2 separate regions of the Tachysurus vachellii genome follow, and region 1 is linked to region 2. Evidence: chromatin contacts called from public Hi-C data. All regions are on one chromosome and are shown on one strand. Each heading gives the region's core, a stretch centred on a gene start, on an enhancer-like site or on the middle of the called end of the contact. The rest is flanking DNA. Distances are from core to core; before and after follow the strand shown. Region 1 holds the start of emilin2a (elastin microfibril interfacer 2a). Region 2 holds the start of adcyap1b (adenylate cyclase activating polypeptide 1b).

Region 1 (3,130 bases), core at 404-2,903, 140 kb after region 2:
GCTGTGTATAAGGAGCAAAGAGAGGACGGATCTCTGGTCCTTTAACAAAGAGATAACTTCGTTTCTGTCAGTGAGCCACACCGGTGTCATCAGATGTCTTTGTAGTCACTAAGTGTGAGTCAGATAGATGCATCTTTCATTTCTCTTACAGCGTCTCCATTTTCAGAGCGATATCAGTCACTGCAGCATCCAAAAAAATGTTTACGCGCAAGACGCGATGACTGACAGCCGTGAGGGTCTAGTGCATGGGCGTGTCTGTAGATGTGACGTCATGTTGGACACACGTTTAATCTCTCTCTCTCTCTCTCTCCCTCTCTCACTCTCTCTCTGTCTGTCTGACTTTCTCTTTCTGTCTGTCTCTCTCTCTCTCTCTCTCTCTCTGTCTGTCTGTCTGTCTGTCTTTCTCTTTCTGTCTCTCTCTCTCTCTCTGTCTGTCTCTCTCTCTCTCTCTCTCTCTCTCCCTCTCTCACTCTCTCTCTGTCTGTCTGACTTTCTCTTTCTGTCTGTCTCTCTCTCTCTCTCTCCCTCTCTCACTCTCTCTCTGTCTGTCTGACTTTCTCTTTCTGTCTCTCTCTCTCTCTCTCTCTCTCTCTCTCTCCCTCTCTCACTCTCTCTCTGTCTGTCTGACTTTCTCTTTCTGTCTGTCTCTCTCTCTCTCTCTGTCTGTCTGACTTTCTCTTTCTGTCTCTCTCTCTCTCTCTCTCTCTCTCTCCCTCTCTCTCTCTCTCTCTGTCTGTCTGTCTGTCTGTCTTTCTCTTTCTGTCTCTCTCTCTCTCTCTCTCTCTCTCTGTCTGTCTGTCTGTCTTTCTCTTTCTGTCTCTCTCTCTCTCTCTCTGTCTGTCTTTCTCTCTCTGTCTCTCTTTGTCTCTATCTCTTTTTCTGTCTCTCTCTCTCCCTCTCTCTCTCTGTGTCTCTCTCTGTCTCTCTTTGTCTCTCTATCTCTCTTTCTGTCTCTCTCTCTCCCCCTCTCTCTCCCCCTCTCTCTCCCCCTCTCTCTGTCTCTCTTTGTCTCTCTCTCTTTGTCTCTATCTCTTTTTCTGTCTCTCTCTCTCCCTCTCTCTCTCTGTGTCTCTCTCTGTCTCTCTTTGTCTCTCTCTCTTTGTCTCTATCTCTTTTTCTGTCTCTCTCTCTCCCCCTCTCTCTCCCCCTCTCTCTGTGTCTCTCTGTGTCTCTCTTGGTCTCTCTCTCTTTGTCTCTCTCTTTCTCTCTCTCTCTCTCTTTCTGTCTTTTTTTATTAAAATAATAATAATACTGAAGATGTTTAACTGTGAAACACAGAGATCTAAACACACATAGCCTCAAGTCACTACATTGTTGTGTCCGTTTAAAAGTGCTGTGGGGCATTTAAGTCCTCTATTGAGTTGTGTCTATTGTGTACTTGTCCCGCCCCCATTAAGTCTGTGTAAAGCGTTGCCAGATTGGGACACATACAACCTGTGTCGGTATAAAAGTTTAAATAGTTATGATGTGCAATAAAGTCTGTTGTTTTTTGTTTGTTTAATTGTTTTAAGTGACATATAACATGATCAATTGTAGCACGTATTAGTTCACAAGAAATAAAGAATTGTGGGAAAAGACAATTGTGGACAAAAACTGACAATCTGGCAACCTTATTTTTTTTTTGGGACCCCTGTAGAGTTAAGTCTTAACTTTTCCTCAAACTTGGGAAGTAGCTTGGACTGTCCTTTTTTTGTCCGTCGGCTTTGGAAAGGCTGACCCTAGTAAGGTTTTTTTTTTTCTGTAATTGTTTGTGTTGCTCTTTAATGACCAGGACGCACAATGGGTGTTAAACCTCATCTGAGCAGTTTGTGGCTCGCGCTGCTGTTTTTGGGAAGCGTGGTGTGTTTAAGTGTTCAGTACAACTCGCACAGGCTCAGAAACAAGTGGGTATCAACTCCAACACACTGAACATATGATGCTTTAAAAGCTTGTTTCATGTCAGGATGCTGAACTTTATCTACATTTATTTAATGCTGAAGACATTAACACAATCATTTGTGCGTAAAAGAAAAACGCGTTTGCTTAATACACAGGTTTTAAATGACAGGATGACAAGTGAGTTTTACAGTGTTTAGACGTTTTAACAAGAACGCAACAAAAACGTTATAGTCTTGGTTGAAATCATAACTATGAGACCAGATGTTCCAGATGTGTTTGCGCACTTAAACGTCACACTGTGATTGGATACAATCATTGCGTAATTTGGCTCGTTTTCTCTGATTTCAGTCTACATAATAGTGTCGCTGTGTATGAATTTCATCCAGAATCATGTCTTGGATGATTATAAATCGCCACTGTTTTATGATTTGTCAGAAACTGGTGCGCGTTTATCGTGCAGAAGAACGTGAGCTGCGCAGTGCGCGCGGATTTTCCCGCAGCGGTTGAAGCTGAAGCTGCGCCCTGTCCTGTAAACCAGCCAGACTGCGAGCCATCAGTGATGTGAGTACCAAGGAGAGGGGCGGGGCACTGGGCGGGGCACTGGGCGTGGTCTGATCCTTATGAACCGTTATGAGTGACGCTAATACTATAGGGAGAGGGTGTGGCTTAGGAGATCAAGCCAAAGACTGCACCACCAACCAAAAAGAGCTGTACATCCGTGCTATTAGTGTTTATACTATGGTGATTCAGAAAGCTATTTAGTAACAGGGCACACACAGAGCACACACATAGTGTAAAATTATTAGACATTCATTTGCATCTTAATTACATTTATTTTAATTATATAGGGATGTGGAAGCCTAGTGGTCAAAGTGTTCAAATCAAATCAATTTTTATTTGTCACATACACATACATACAGGTTACGACATGCAGTGAAAGGCTTTTTTGAATTTGACCGGTAAATAAAAAGTATAAACTACATAAAAACTATAGAAGATATGAAAATATATGTGAAAAAAAGAATGTACATACATATACATAAATACACATAAATGCGTACAGTTTTGAATGATTGTCTTTAAAGTGTCCATGTGCAGTATGGTGTGTGTATAAAGTGTATAAAGTGACACTGTGCTGTGCAAGTCCAGAGTTAAAGTGACAGTCCAGAGTTAAAGTGTCATAGTGCAAAAAAGGTGTGCAGAAAAACAGTGGTGATGGAGATGGAGAGGTTCAGTACTAGATCCTGGGTGT
Region 2 (3,053 bases), core at 314-2,813:
ATTAAGGAACAATTAAAAACACAAAAACTTACAGAAGCTATAAGCTGTTATGTTTACGACAATACTAAATTGCTTTGAATCATGAGCCTTTTATATGTCGCAAATTGAAGGCTGAAACGAAATGGTGGACAAACCTCCAGTTCTTAGGAGGAAATTATTAGATTTCACAGAGTCCCAAACCTAGTCCTGGAGTACCCACTGCACCATCAATTTATGTGTTTTTCTGGGCTCTTACACATCCACAACAGCTCACAACGGGGCTTATTAATTAGCTGTTAATCAAATATTGTTGGCATCAGCAAAAAAATTTAAATATGCACAACAAGAGTTTCTCAATTACCAGAGATGAGAAATTGTACTCTGTGCATTCATATATGCAATTTCATAACAGCGAACCGTAGCCCAACCTGCAACCGCACGATGGCGCTCTTGAAACGTTTAAATGTGTCACGCCATATATACGCCATATACGCACACACAAATCCACGAATATTGACAATGCAGCGTGCTGTACCGAACTCACGCACGGCAGACGGGATGAATGGCTTTTGACGTCATACTACGTCACATTTAACGAGACGTCGACGTGAATTATTAAATTATTGTTATCGGATCGCATGATTCACTTGTCAGTGCATTGAGTTAAAGAATGTATTGAATATATAGAAGCACAGGTTAAATGCGGAGGGTTGCATGCAAACAATATGAATTTAAGTACTGTTTGAAGTTGTTGGTTGGGGTGAAATCAAGATTGTGGAACTACTACTTTTGCACTTGTCTTTGTAGCAAGGCCTGTTTACACTTAAGTTAAAAAAAAGTGTTTTTCCCTATTAATGACAGTATTTATTTGAAACCATTTGCCGTACGCGATCAGTGGTTTTGTCTTATGTATAATCTATAAGCATAATTTATCATTTTAATGCAATTACCTATCCGATTAAGGGGCGATTTATTCTACACGTTCGCTAGAGAAACCAAGACATTTAACAGTTCTTTTCACTTAAGAAACCCTTGAGTTTCTGTAAAGCATATACAACAGAGTGCTACCGATTAAGAAAAGGTTAAAACCCATAATTGTTTAATGAACGATTAAATAAGAACTGAAGGACAATTTAGGAAGATAAATAATGAACTACAGTATTGCGTCGAAACATCAGCACCACAATAGTGGACAGCTCCCTGTGTTTGCCCTATTTATGCTAAATTCTGTATTCATTAATTAATTAATTCATTCTGTCAGTTTATTTAAATACTATTAATCAGTTATAGGATTAAATGCTAAAAAAAAATGTCTGTACGGAAAGACGGATGAGAATGCAATTTCGTAATTTCCCAGAATGGTGCCATCTCAGCTTCCTGTCGTATTTAAAAAAAAAATGCAATTTGTTTCATGCCTTAAAAAATGGAGTTTAAAAGGGAAAAGTTCCATTTGAGGCGTGTCAGAGTAACTTATCTGTCGATGAGGAAGAAATTACACACTTATATTCCGGGAGGAAGGGGCTGATGACGTCTGAGGCATACTTAATGGGACTTATTGAAAAAAGGGCAAGAGTCTCCATTCATGGATAAAAATCAGAGGAAACTGGAGGGGGGGTGAAAGTTGAGCAAAAAAGGACATGTGGACGAACGAATAAGCCGTGAACGACGAATTTCACCGACAATTTTTTGTTCGCAAAGGCTATTTTTTGTTTTGTTTGTTTGTTTGCTTTCGAAGCTACTTATTGTATAAAAGTCAAACGCGGTTGATCAGGACGAACCCATTAGGAAACGGCGGTGGCGCTTCAGAGAAGAGGTGCCGTGAGAAAGATTACCTTGCCTCTCTCTCTCTCTCTCTCTCTCTCTCTCTCTCTCTCTCACTCTCTCTCTCTCCCTCTCTCTCTATATCACTCATACACACACGCTCAGCAGCCGCACCCGAAGCGCGTCCCGCAGCCTCGCTCTCTGTCCAACCTGCCGTAGGTACGTGACCGTTTTGCCTGTTTCATTTCAGCTTAAGCCACAAAATCGTGCTTTGAAGGAACACAAACTCCAGGATTCTTCATGTTTTTTTTTTTATTTTTATTTTTTTTGTGTGTGTATTTCTAGTTTATTACTAGCATTTTTGTCGACTTACGGAGAAGGACTGAATGTGCGTCGTTCCAAGGCTCTCCTTAAAGTTTTCAGACCCGAGCGGATTTTAGAGAGTTAAAGAAACGTCGTTTGGAAATTGTAGGACGTGTCAGGACAGAAGTTTTATTGCGTTATTAGAAAGCTTGGAAATTGGCGATAGAACGGTGCAAAAAAAAAGCAAACAACAAGAACAAAGAAAAAAATGACTACATTTTAAGGCGTGTTACAGTGTTGAGTTGAAGCGTATAAGTGATTTAACTTTCTTCGCGTTCCCTTTACAGCATGGCCAAATCTAGTAGAGCTACTTTGGCTCTGCTCATCTACGGGATCTTAATGCGCTACAGCGCTCAATGCACACCCATCGGAATGGGCTTCCCCAACATGAGGTACGTACACACTGCCAAAATCCTGTCTTTTCTCCTTTTATTGGTCAATCTTACGTCTTAAAGACTATCAACTGGTCTTCAGAATTCGAAGATCTTTTTAATTATTAATTATCTTATTTTGGAGAAGACACAAATATGCGAATTTTATTTTGGAGCAATTAATTATTCCGAATATTTCTTTTTTTCATGGATTATTTTTGCTGTAAAATGGTCCATACCCACCGTAATAGATTTGCTTTTTTGTTGGAAAAGGACTGCCAATTTAATCCAAGTTGTTTCTACAGGAAGCAAAGCATTTTCCCCGGAGTGTTGACGCTAGGGTTTAGACAGTATATTTCTATGGGGACTTGCCTATATGAAAATGAGAATGAATCTGGAATGACGGCCGAGTGGCGTCACACTGCAAACACAAGCAGTAAACGAATAGGAAGCTGGTGTGAGTGGAAGACGGTGTGAACTCGTTATTGTGCATCAGGCTTTCATACTAGCGCAACGTGCAAGCTACAAGCAGCAAGGCTAATATGAGTGTGTTGTATTAAAATGCCTCTAGCGTATAAT

The links. Hi-C and Micro-C count contacts between places; a contact is called where the count stands out from the background.
Region 1: a contact with region 2 is called in a Hi-C map of muscle, with 2.3 times the contacts expected there. The contact joins the promoter of emilin2a here to the promoter of adcyap1b in region 2. A contact is called at or near these places in 2 of 3 Hi-C or Micro-C datasets (blood and muscle).

The regions. Positions count from the first base shown.
Region 1 is chr7:9,152,155-9,155,284 of HZAU_Pvac_v1, forward strand. emilin2a (elastin microfibril interfacer 2a) reads left to right here and starts at 1,654. Exons shown (of 9, transcript XM_060874096.1): 1 at 1,654-1,883; 2 at 2,314-2,439. The coding sequence starts at 1,780.
Region 2 is chr7:9,015,007-9,018,059 of HZAU_Pvac_v1, forward strand. It overlaps adcyap1b (adenylate cyclase activating polypeptide 1b), which reads left to right and starts at 1,564. Exons shown (of 5, transcript XM_060874166.1): 1 at 1,564-1,959; 2 at 2,391-2,495. The coding sequence starts at 2,392.